2 separate regions of the Arachis hypogaea genome follow, and region 1 is linked to region 2. The links are chromatin contacts, called in public Hi-C maps. All regions are on one chromosome and are shown on one strand. The core of a region is the stretch at or near the end of the contact, and the rest is flanking DNA. Distances in the headings are between cores, read along the strand shown.

Region 1 (6,277 bases), core at 2,709-5,208, 80 kb after region 2:
CTATCTATTTTTGTCCAAATTAGACAAATAAATCTCTACTATTGGCGACGTCAACTATTTTTAATGAAAGAATTTGACGTGTTCAACGAAAACAAATTTTAAGAACCTATTTAATACTTTTTTTTTTAAAAACAAATTTATATAACAAAATTTTTTATTGTCTAAATGGGCAGCTTTAGGGGTGTTCGAGGTGCGATTTGGTTTGGTGTTTGAAGAAAAAATCATTCGATCCGATCGTCTAATTAAACTGCGGTTCAGTTTGGTTCGATTTTTTTATCAAAATCATCCGAACCAAACCAAATTGGTTTGGTTTGGTTCGATTTGTTCCGTTTTCCAATTAATTACAGAAAAAAAGTCTTAAAATATTGCAGGAACTACTAGAGCCAAGAATGAAATATTAAAAAATTGTGAAGTATAAGCAACTAACAAACATTAGTATGTACACTTCTCTTCAAACATTCTTAATTTCATGTACTGACAGGAATTGGACAAAATGCAGAAATTTCTACTGCAAATTATACAACTTTTCACTTTCACCATTAACAACAAAATGTTGTGAAGGCTATGACATTCATGACAAATTAATGGAACTTCTTCAGTAAAAATCAAGTTTAATTAATCATGAAAATGAGCAAGAGCTGAGGGCTGAGGGTGGAGCAAAATACATTTTAGGAAGGGAAAGATAAGAGCCAGAACTATTCCTCTAAATAGTTTATAAAAAGAGTAGTATAATAATACAGAATCAATATATATAACATCTTAAAAATACAAAAAGAAAATATGTTAATCCATTAATGACAGCATAAAAATAATAACTAACAACCAACTAAAAGGTGAGAACCAAGTATATTGGTACTGGTACGTGTTTAACCAATAACCAGCAGAAGCAGAAGCAAAAATATCAATAGGTTGAACATAAAAAATCAAGGAAAAAAAATATTAACAACATGGGAAAGATTGAAACTATAATGGAATAAAAGATCGCCGAATCTGTTGTTTGGTAAGTTTTTCACAGCATTGGACCCAAATCCTCGATTGAAGCCAATAAATCTATCCCGTGCCACAATCCCTGCATCAATGAAACAGACTTCCAAAAATCAATAACAAATACATTGAACAAATATACTAAACAAATAATTAAAAAATCAGAAGCATAAATTCAAACAAATACATTCAACAAATATATTCAACAATGAACAACAATCAGCAACAAATATATTCAATAAATACCTGACTTGGAGGCTCTTTATTTGACTCGGTGGACTCTGACCTTTGACGGTGCTGGGAGGGGCTAGGTTCAGCACTGCTGGGAGGGGCTGGGTTCGGCGCTGCTGAGAGGGGTTGGAAGAGCTAGGTTCGGCGCTGCTGGGAGACAAACATAGCTAAAACCAGCATGTCATAGCATCACAAATTCACAATCCAAGAGAGACACAAACAAAGACAAACATAGCTAAAACCAGAATAAAAAAATATAATTATACAATTCACAGATTCACAAATTACACATAACTTTCTGAAAATTTTTTGCTTCAAAAGTAATCCCAAGTTACATTTCATAAGATTAATACAATAGAGAGAAAGTACAATGAACGATTAACTGAATTATTTGAACTAATGCTTCAGGTCAAATTATCAAAATCACAAGCATAAGTGCATAACCATCAAAGCTATGAAATTTTTTGTTATACAATCTACACAAAATACAATGATTAAACATGGCATAATCCCATGCATAATTAGCATCGATATATAATAAACAACCAATTGAACAATTATTTTATCAGAAAAAAAATATTGAAAGCCAAATTACATTATTTCTTCAACGCAACATGAATCAAATCGTCAAATTCTATGTGTGATAAACCCTAGGATTTGATATTAGAAGAGAATACTGAAAGGAAAAAAGAAAGAAAACTAGGTAGAACGTTACCTGGTTGAAAATTAGGGTTTATGAAGGGTGAATTGAATGGAATCAAATGTTGGTGACTCCTCTCAGTTCTGAAAGAAACGAAGAATACTGTTCGTGGAGGACGACGCAGCTCCTGGTGCGTGGAGGAGACGGCGGCTGCGGGGCGTGGAGGACGAAGAGGAAGGGGGGAGAGACAGAACCCCGCCGAGGAGAGGAAAGCACGATGAGGAAGGTCGGAAGAGAAAAGACCGCGTCGAGAACTGAGACGAGGGAAGTGTGACGACTGACGAGGAAGGGTCGCCGAGAGGGTGCTATTTGGCGATGTCAGTGGCTGAGAGGACGACGGCTCTATGGAGGGTGGGTGGAGGAGTTTTTGGCGCTGCGAAGTGGTTGAGGACTCAAGGGGAGACGGAGAGTGGAGAGAGTTGGGGAGTGGGGACTAGGGTTGCTGAGTGTGGGAGTGGCGGCTACTTGAAGAGTTGGGGTTGGGGGGTTTGATTTTTAGGGTTTTTTCAAGTAGTCGGTTTGGTTAGGGTTTTCACTATTAAAATCGAAAATCGAACCGAACCACAGAAAAAACAACAAAATATCATTTTTTTCGGTTTTTTCGATTTTCAATTTGTTCGGTTTTCGATTTATTTAGTTCGATTGATCGGTTTTATTCGGTTTAGATCGGTTTTGAACACCCCTAGGCAGTTTACTCTTGTTTTTTTAGACTAATCATTCATAGAACCCCTAACTAGCATGATAGGACATTCCGGAACGCAATTTATTCTGAATTCTTATATACCCTACCCACATATGTATATATCAAGGAAAAACAAAGAATGAGGCCTATGGAAATGACCATGATGTCCTCCATCCAGCATGCTCTAAGCCTGTAAGCAGAGCGCACCGAAGCCAATTATAAGGAATTTGACTGCGAATGGCGCAGCAGCGAAGAAAACACTAAGGTCCATTATTGATGAGGTCTGCAAATGTTTTCTGATAACAAAATCATTGTATTTTTACTTTTCTTTTTAAAAGTTAATAAGTCAAGTATTTTTCTCAATTGTAATATATACTTTTGATCAACATCAATAAGATAGAGATAGTCAATTGATTACTTTTTAAATTATGTTCTTTCAATTAGTTAATTAAAAGTAATGTAATCCAAGTTTGATTGAGAAATGAATGATTAATTTGTAGTGAAAGGAGGTCAATAGGAGGTCAAAAAAAGGTCAAGGGCACAGAGCACAATTCGTTAATGGACGGTGACATGACCTAATAATAATAATCTCGTTCATGTAAGTAGCATTAACAACTAATTTTGTTTCATACTCGGTTAATGAAACGTATTTAAGCAGAAAATGAAAGTAGTGTGTGTTAAATAAAAGTGGAAGACTTGGAGCGTGCAGTGCATAGAGTAGTGGCTGTTATGATGATTTCAAATTGATCAAAGTGTCTTGTATACTCTCTTGGGATTGAAGGGAAAGGATTTTTAATCATGGCATATGGAGAGAGAGAGAGGGAGAGAGAGAGAGAGTACTCTTCATTCCTGTAATTGCACAATTGATTGGGAGCTGGGTATATATATAAAAAATTATTTAATTAGTTGAATAATTATTTAATTTGGAACAATATTACATGTCAAATAAATATTATCTTTTTTTATTATTATTTGATCAGTAATAATTTATCTTTATATTTTTAGATATTTTATACAAAAAAAATATAATTTATATCTATATTTATAAAAATTTTATACATATAAATTAATATAATTTATATTTATATTTTTAAAATTTATACATATAAATTAATAAAATTTATTTATTAAAAATAATTTAGTGTTTATACAGACTAAATAATAGCCAAAACATATTAAAAGTTGTTTACCCAAAAATTTCTCATATAAAAAATTAAAATGGCACTAATTATTTAATTAGTTGAATAATGAAAAAAAAAAAAAGTGGGGTGGTGGCCGGCTAATGAATACATAAAGGACAAAATTATATACTACTTAATTAGTAATTAATTTATTAAGGGTCGAAAGCAAAGCTGCAAGGTGCAAGAGGGAAAGGGGGAAAAAGTAGTGAAGTTGAAAAATTGAATAATTAAAAGTCAGAGAGAGGTATGGGGTATAGATGCTACTACAGCTACTCATGACCCTCTCTTCCTTCCTTTTCAAGGATACTTTACTGTGACAAACGAAACAAAGAAAGAGTAAAGAAAGGGTATGTGTTAGTGACTTAGTTCCGATATCCATTGATGAGAACTAACACAGTGCGTGCCAGATTCCCTTCATCTATCTATCTCAGTGATGAGAGTATATATCCTTGGGATTTTCAATCACCTTAATTATTCCTTTTAAAACCACCCATTATTGTCATTAATATGGAATCTCCAAATCTCCATCAACATCCTTCTTCATCTTCCTCATCATCATCATATGGATCCACCACCCACCATTCTTGGACTCCAAATATCACTTTGTAAGTAGTAGTAGTAGTCCATGCTATTCTTACTTATATTACACAGCATCAATGAATGAATGCATCATGCATCTAGTTAGGGCTTTTAATTTGTCCATATTCTAATCGGATTATCTTGTGAATGTGTTATTGAACAGCCACATCCAAGAAGATAACAATAATAATATTAATATTGGGGTCCCTCTCATCCAAGATCATCACCATCACTTATGGACGACAACTACAACAACTACTAGTAGTGGTGATGATAATACTGCACAACCAAGCTGCTTAAGCTTAAACACCACCAACCACATCACTATTAATCATAATATGCTAAACTCTCATCATACACCTCCTCCTCCTTCTTCAACCGTCGAATTCTCAACACACGATGATGACAAGCTCTTGCTCAAGACGTTTTTCTCTGCGCAAGATTTCTACTCCAATACCGATACTACTACTACTACTACTTTCTGTGGAGTACCTTCTAGTAGTAGACGAAACTTTAGTCACATTTATCCCACCATAAATATCTCTAATAATATCAACAACCACTCATCACCATCACCATCATCTTCTAGTAATAATATGACCTCGCACTCCTTCGATCTACCAGCTTTCATGACAACTACCACTCATGGCGGCGGTGCTGCTGCACATCAACAAGTAGATCTTGGTCTTGCTACATTTTCCGACAACCATCTTTCTTTTCATCTTGATCATCATCATAGCCAGCACCACCGCCCTACTCACGCCTCCTCGCCGCCCTGCAGTAACTCTACTACTTCCACTACTGCTAATAATAACAGTCATGTAAGTTTGTTATTTTTCTCTTCCTTCTTTTCATTTCTTTAACTTGGAAGTTGGAATTACATATTCATTGTTAGATGGCATGCATAACCATTATTCTCGCTCTTGACTCAATCAGTCACTTAGTTTAATCAGTTAGTTAGTTCAGTTAATTAGTATGCTTAGGTAGCTTATTCACTCGATGAACTCAAATTGAAGTGATGATGTGAGTTGTTCCTTGTTCACTACTTCATTTAGATCATTACCTTTCCTTAAAACAATTAAGTTGTCATCAATACTCGGCGAGGTATGTATACATAAAAATACTATGTACATATTAAAATTCAATCGTCGTGTATTTATGTATTAATATATACATATATTGTTTAAATTATTTTCATTGTGTATTTTGTATTCTAATATATTCTATATACGAATAATTGATTTAAGAGGAGTGTTAGGAGACAAGCAATTTTTGTGATTTGTAGTCATCAAATAATCATCAATGATAATTTTAATAGTATGAGATTAGTGTGAGATTTCATTCAATAACTCACTTTTTATTGCTGGTTACATGCTGGCCAGAATTTAAAAAAATTGCTGCCATATACTTTTCCATTGATTTAATAGCTGATTTTATATTACCATGATGAGCAGCTTCAAACAAAAACAAACTCAAAGATAGTTTCTTATGCTACTAACAAATTTTATTACAAGGCTTCAAAAATAAAAAGGAAGACGAAGAAGAGAGAATATACTAATTCATGAAGTTGACTATAGAGGCAGCGCATAAGTTTTTGAAACAGAAAAAAATAAAAAGGAAAAGCAGAAAGCCTTTAATTTTTCTCGCTACACTATGAGTTAGTATACCCTTAATAGCTTTAAAAACTGGACATATCTCTTTAGTGAAAAATTATCTTCTTTTTCTTTTGCTATGTCTTCTCTTAATCTTTTCTTTATCCTTTTCCTTCTTGAAAAAGACTTGCCCAGTGGCCACTACAATAATAATTATTCGGCTTTTCTTTTCTTGCATATGTAGCCATCACAATACTTCTCCAATGGCACTGTGGACACAAAGAGACCCTGCACTTCGATAATGGACACAAAGGCTTCTCAATCTCTA
Region 2 (6,147 bases), core at 773-3,272:
TCAAAAATTTGGAGTGTTGCCAACGCTGGGATTCAAACTTGAATCATTCAAGTTATAAAGGGAGCTTGCCACCACTAGGACAAGCTTACCTTTTGTATTATATTCTATCTTTTTATAAATATATTATTAACTACTAGACATATCATAATTAATAACTTATGTATTAATTCTTTTAGTCATGCAAATTTAAGATACTTTTTTATCTTTTTATTCTAATGAATAGCGTTCATATTAATTTAATTTATTTTTATTTCATATTTACTCTTTTTTAAATTAATTATTTTTTAATTATATCATTATTAAAATAAAAATTAAACTTTGTTAAATATCTATAAATTAAAAAAAAATAAGCAAAAGTTTTTTATTAATCATGACATATTTTTGTTATTGATAATTATATGCCATCTATTAATATTAATATTTTTCAACATATATTTGAATAATATAATAGATACTAATTAATTAATAAATTAAAAAATAAGTTAATTTGATATAAAAAAATAAATTTTATATAATTATTTAATTATGACCGGGTTAATCGGTTGAACCTGTGACCCACCGGTTGAACCAGTGACCCAGTGACCCAGTAGTTTTGCTGGGTCGATTGCCAGTTTGGTTTTGATAACTATGATTAAAATGGACCATTTATTTCAATTTTTTAAAAACATTGACATTACCGTCGAATATACCGTAGAAATAATTTGACGGTAATAGTGCACGAAACAAAATTTTTTGGCGCTAATAATACCATCGAAAAAATTCGCCAGTAACCAATTTGTTTTCCGAACTGGTAATCTGTCGCAACAAAAAAAATCTGACGGTAACCATTTAATTTATTTTTTTACGATAAATCCGATGGTACTCAACGTTTTTCGTGTAGTGAGGCTCTATAACACTATTCTAGTACAGTAGCTAGAATTTCAATGTAATTGTTAATTTTTTTATAATTTTAAATAAATTAATAATTTTATAAAATTTGTATTAAAATAAATAATTTTACAATTTAATTTTTATTATAATTTTTATATTTTACGTTTTTAATTTACTTTTATAATTTTACATAAAATCTTAATTTCTTTATCTTTCCATGCATTTCACTCCAATGTATATATAAAATGATAACTGCTATGTATTTTTCGAAAGATAATATGATCATTTCTTTCATATATTATTGTATAGTAGTCTGTTTTACATATTTTTAACACACAAAACACTAACACATTTAACTAATTTATGTATAATTAAAGTTTGAATAAAATTAATTTTTAAAACACTCATTAAATATGTGATAAGATTACACAAATATTTATCAAATTTGATGTTCTTTTTTATATTCTTAAGAAATATAAATAATTTATGTGATAAATCAATTGTTTATAATTTAATTTAAATATGATATTCTATATTCAAATAAAATATATAAAAAATTATTTTATGTATTGAATGCGTAGTGGAAGTATCTATACATCGAAGATTTTGTTTTTGATATTGGAGTAGCAACGGTGTTTTTTTTAAATGTGGGTTGATGTGGTGTTATTCTCAAATGTGGAACCGTTTAATTAGATAAACAGAAATCAGACCGTCCGATTTGTGAAGATACAGAAATCGAACTGATGAATTTGTGAAATCAGACTAAGGGATTTGTGACAGTACAGAAATCAGACCGAGAGATTTGTGACAGTACAGAAATCGGAGCGAGGAATTTCTGTTAAAAAAATTAAAAAATTTAAAGTATACAAATCGTACCTTCCGATTTGTGTATCTTCCACACTTTTAAAAAATACTAAAAATTATCATATTAAAGTATATTACTATTTTTACTTCCATATACAAAAAAAAAAGCGCCTCTATACATCACATGACATCACTTACTAAAGATAGCCTTAACTAGTTAACTTCTGATTTTGTATAGAAGTGAAAATGATAGCGGTACCGTTTGGTTTTATGTCTATAGTGCATTTCGGTTTCTTGTTTGGAAGGGACTTTTTTTTTTTTTTTTTGGTAACTGGAAGGACCTATTTAATCAGTGCCTGGGCTATCCATAACCCCTATGGTTTCTAATCTATGACCAATATCATAGCGGTATGCTTCGTACAAAACAAAAAAGGTGTATAATACATTTGAAGTAATATAAGAATAAAATGAAAGTGGTAATTGGAACTATTTCTCTAAATTTTAGATTTTTATTTTAGAGAATAAAATAAAATCTTTTATCATGGAATGTTTTTTCATTCATCTTTTTTTTTAATCTTATTTATAAAATAAATAATAATAAATTATACTTTACTCTTTAAAATGAATTTCAAAATTTAGATGATGGAAATCCTTTTGATTTGCTTAAAAGGTTCAATAGGGCACTGAAACTAATAAAGCACACTTAGTTTTTGACTCTGTGAAAAAAATAATTAACTGCTTTAAGAAGAAAGTATGAATCAGCCTTTTTTTTTTCCTGGACATTGATGAATAAACTTTAAAATTTCGATTTTCGAGTGATAACGAACAAATGGAAATGGCGTTATGGGCTAAGTAAGGCTCCACTGTTCCAGTTTCTTATCTTCAATAAGCCCAATAGAAAACGGAGAGCACCTCAAGCGCAGCTCAATACTGCTAATTATTAATTAAGTATCTATTAAACTCTCTTATTTTTCAGTTATTTTTATAAAAAATTCAAATATATAATTATTATTGTGATAAGTATAAATGGATGAATGTCTATTTAATATATTGTGACTTTCTTCACAATATTGGGCGGCCAACTTTTTCAAGATTGAAGGAATCAATCTTTAAGACAGATGCAAATAAATGAACTTTGAAAAGTAAGGCTTAGTACGTGTATAAATAGAGGTTTAAACCTCTGACAACACACACGATCAATAATAATGTTGTGATAAGTATTAATGTGGATGCCCATTTTCATTGAAACTCTCTTTACTAATGATGACTCTATTAAATGTAGTTTGAAAATGTTTCATTATAAATAGAGGCTTAAGCTTCTGAATGGATATACGCTACAAGCAATAACAAACCATTCTTATCTCTCTCTTCTTTCATGCACTATAATATTATAAGTTCTATTTTCTTCTCTCTCTCTTAGTATATAAGTATTAATATATAATATTAATACATTTCTATTAGTGTGAGATATTGAAGTGGTGATTATTATTATTAAAGTTATCCATTTACACATCTTTATTTTATATCTAGTACATCTTTCTTATTTATTTTACAACACGTTATCAGCACGAGACTCTAACGAAATTTTAGGAAGACTCCAGGTAACAAATTTTCATTATGTTGAAGCTCTCTCATCTTAAATTTAATGTTCTTGATATATTTCGAAATAATTATTTATCATGGATATAGTTGCTGAAATCCATCTTGATTCAATGGATCTTGAAAATACCATTAAGGCTGAAAATAATGCATCCCAAAAGGATAAAACCAAGGCCATGATTTTCCTTCGTCGTCGTCTTGACGAATGATTGAAAAATGAATATCCCACATTAAAAAATCCTGCAGATTTGTGGAAAGACATTGAAGAAAGGTACAATCATCAAAAGATGGTGATACTTCCTTAAACCCGATATGTTAGAGAAAATTTTTTCGACCTTCCATGTCTCGAATGTGCTCCTGCAGCAGCAATATCGAGAAAAAGAATTTAAAAATATTCTGAGTTAATTTCTTGCTTTCTTGTTGCTGAACGCAACAATGAGTTACTTTTGAGAAATCATAAAGCGCACCCAGCTGGTGCCGCCCCATTTCCTGAAGCAAATGCGGCAAATTATAACCCCAGAAGAGATAAATGGCAAGGCTATGGTAGCAAGAAAAATTATGAAAGGAAAATGAATTATGTTCACAAGAAAGGATCTCACCAGAAGTGGGATAAAGAAAGGAACAATGGGCAAAATAGATCAATTGAGGATAAATACTTCCGTTGTGGTGGAAAGGGCCATTAGACACGTACCTGTTGTACCCCAAGGCACCTAATTGATCTTTATCAAGCATCCTTGAAAAAGGATGACAAAGGAAAGGAAACAAATTTTATTTCAAATGATGAGAGTTCCATCACTCATTATGATGTATCTAATATCTTTGAGAATTCTGAAGGAAATATTGGCTATTTGATCAATGATGGAATAGTTTAATATGTGAGTTTGTTAAGTATTCATGTGAATAATTTTACTGTGCATTTACTTCTACTCATTTTATTATTATTATCATTTGTTTTTAAAGAAAAATGGCAAGGACATATTATGAAGATATTTGCCTTACGGATAGTGCAAGTTCGCACATTATTCTTAAAAGTACTATATATTTTACCCATCTTGTGCCAAAAGAAGAGTATGTTAATACTATTATTGGCTCGGGTAATGTGATAGAAGGCTCCGGAGGAGCTATAATTTTGTTTCCTGGAGGAACAAAATTTGTAATAAATAATGCACTATTATCTACCATGTCTCTAAGAAACTTGTTGAGCTTTAAAGATATTCGCTGAAATGGATATCATATTGAGACTATGAATGAGGGAAATCATGAGTACTTATGTATCACAACACATGATTTAAATAAAAAGAGTTATATTAGAAAAGTTGCCCACACTTTCATCTGGGTTATATTATACTAAGATTAGTGCAATTGAATCACATGAGAGTGTACACCAGAAGTTTACTAGCCCAAATGAATTCATAACTTGGCACGATCGATTGGGTCATCCGAGAACAACCATGATGCGGAGAATTATTGAAAACTCCCATGGACATTCACTAAAGAACCAGAAGATTCTTAAAACTAGTGAATTTTGTTGTGCTGCATGTTCTCAAGGGAAGTTAATTTTAAGGCCATCACCAGTAAAGATTAGATTTGAGTCTCCTGAATTCCTAGAAAGGATTCAAGGTGATATATGTGGACCTATTCATCCACCATGTGGATCTTTTAGATATTTTATGGTTCTAATATACGCATCTTCGAGATGGTCACATGTGTGCTTATTATCTTCTCGCAACCTGGCGTTTGCGAGATTACTGGCTCAAATTATTCGATTAAAAGCACAATTTCCAGAAAATCCAATCAAAGCAATTCGTCTTGATAATGCTGGTGAATTTACTTCCCAAGCTTTTGATACTTATTGTATGGCTAATGGAATAAGTGTTGAACATCCAGTAGCTTATGTTCACACACAAAATGGGTTAGCAGAATCACTTATTAAGCGCCTCCAATTAATTGCTAGACCCTTGTTTATGAGAACAAATCTCCCAACCTCGGTTGGGGGCATGCTATTTTACATGCCGCAGCACTTATTCGTTTGAGGCCAACGAATTATCATAAGTTCTCTCCTATGCAATTAGCTTTTGGCCAGAAGCCAAATGTTTCCCATTTAAGAATATTTGGGTGTGCGATATATGTTCTCATTGCACCACCTAATCGCACCAAAATGGGACCCCAAAGAAAATTGGGGATATATGTTAGATATGATTCTCCCTCTATAGTAAGGTATCTTGAGATACAAACGGGTGATGTATTTAAAACCCGGTTTGCGGATTGTCATTTTGATGAATCAAAATTTCCAATATTAGGGGGAGAGAATAAGCTTCCTGAAAAGGAACTTAATTGGAATGCATCATCGTTGATGCATTTAGATCCTCGATCAGGGCAATGTGAACTAGAAGTTCAAAAGATTATACATTTGCAAAGAATAGAAAATGAATTGCCTGATGCATTTTTCAATACAAAGAGGATAACCAAATCTTATATACCAGTGAAAAATGCCCCAATTCGAATTGATGTCCCAGTAGGACAAGTAGTCACTAAAGCAAATTCATGCCAGAAGCGTGGCAGGGCGGAAAATGTCCCAATTCGAATTGATGTCCCAGTAGGACAAATAGACACTGAAGCAAATACACGCCAGAAGCATGGCAGGCCTGTCGGTTCCAAAGATAAAAATTCTCGAAAGCGAAAAAAGGTAAATACTATTCCTGTTGAAAAAGACATAGTAGAGACACCTGCAGTTGTCCAAAATTCTGATATAGTTTTAACGCTAGAAGACGTTCAGGTACCTGAAAATTGTGAAAATGATGAGATCTCGATAAATTATGTCTTTACAGGAGAGAAATGGGACTAAAATAAGACAATTGTCAATGAAATATTTGC

The links. A called contact is a pair of places that touch in the nucleus more often than the background predicts.
Region 1: a Hi-C map of an unstated tissue shows a contact between it and region 2, with 2.7 times the contacts expected there. The contact joins the promoter of LOC112767175 here to the enhancer-like site in region 2. A contact is called at or near these places in 2 of 8 Hi-C or Micro-C datasets (leaf and an unstated tissue).

Annotation. Positions count from the first base shown.
Region 1 is chr17:113,277,860-113,284,136 of arahy.Tifrunner.gnm2.J5K5, forward strand. It overlaps LOC112767175, which reads left to right and starts at 3,959. Exons shown (of 7, transcript XM_025813062.3): 1 at 3,959-4,383; 2 at 4,521-5,178; 3 at 6,194-6,277. The coding sequence starts at 4,286.
Region 2 is chr17:113,199,794-113,205,940 of arahy.Tifrunner.gnm2.J5K5, forward strand. No RefSeq gene overlaps it. Among protein-coding and RNA genes, the nearest start is that of LOC112766903, 13 kb to the left of the region's middle. Within about 2 kb of position 2,023, at least 3 of the 3 cell types and tissues checked have open chromatin away from gene starts, as enhancers often do.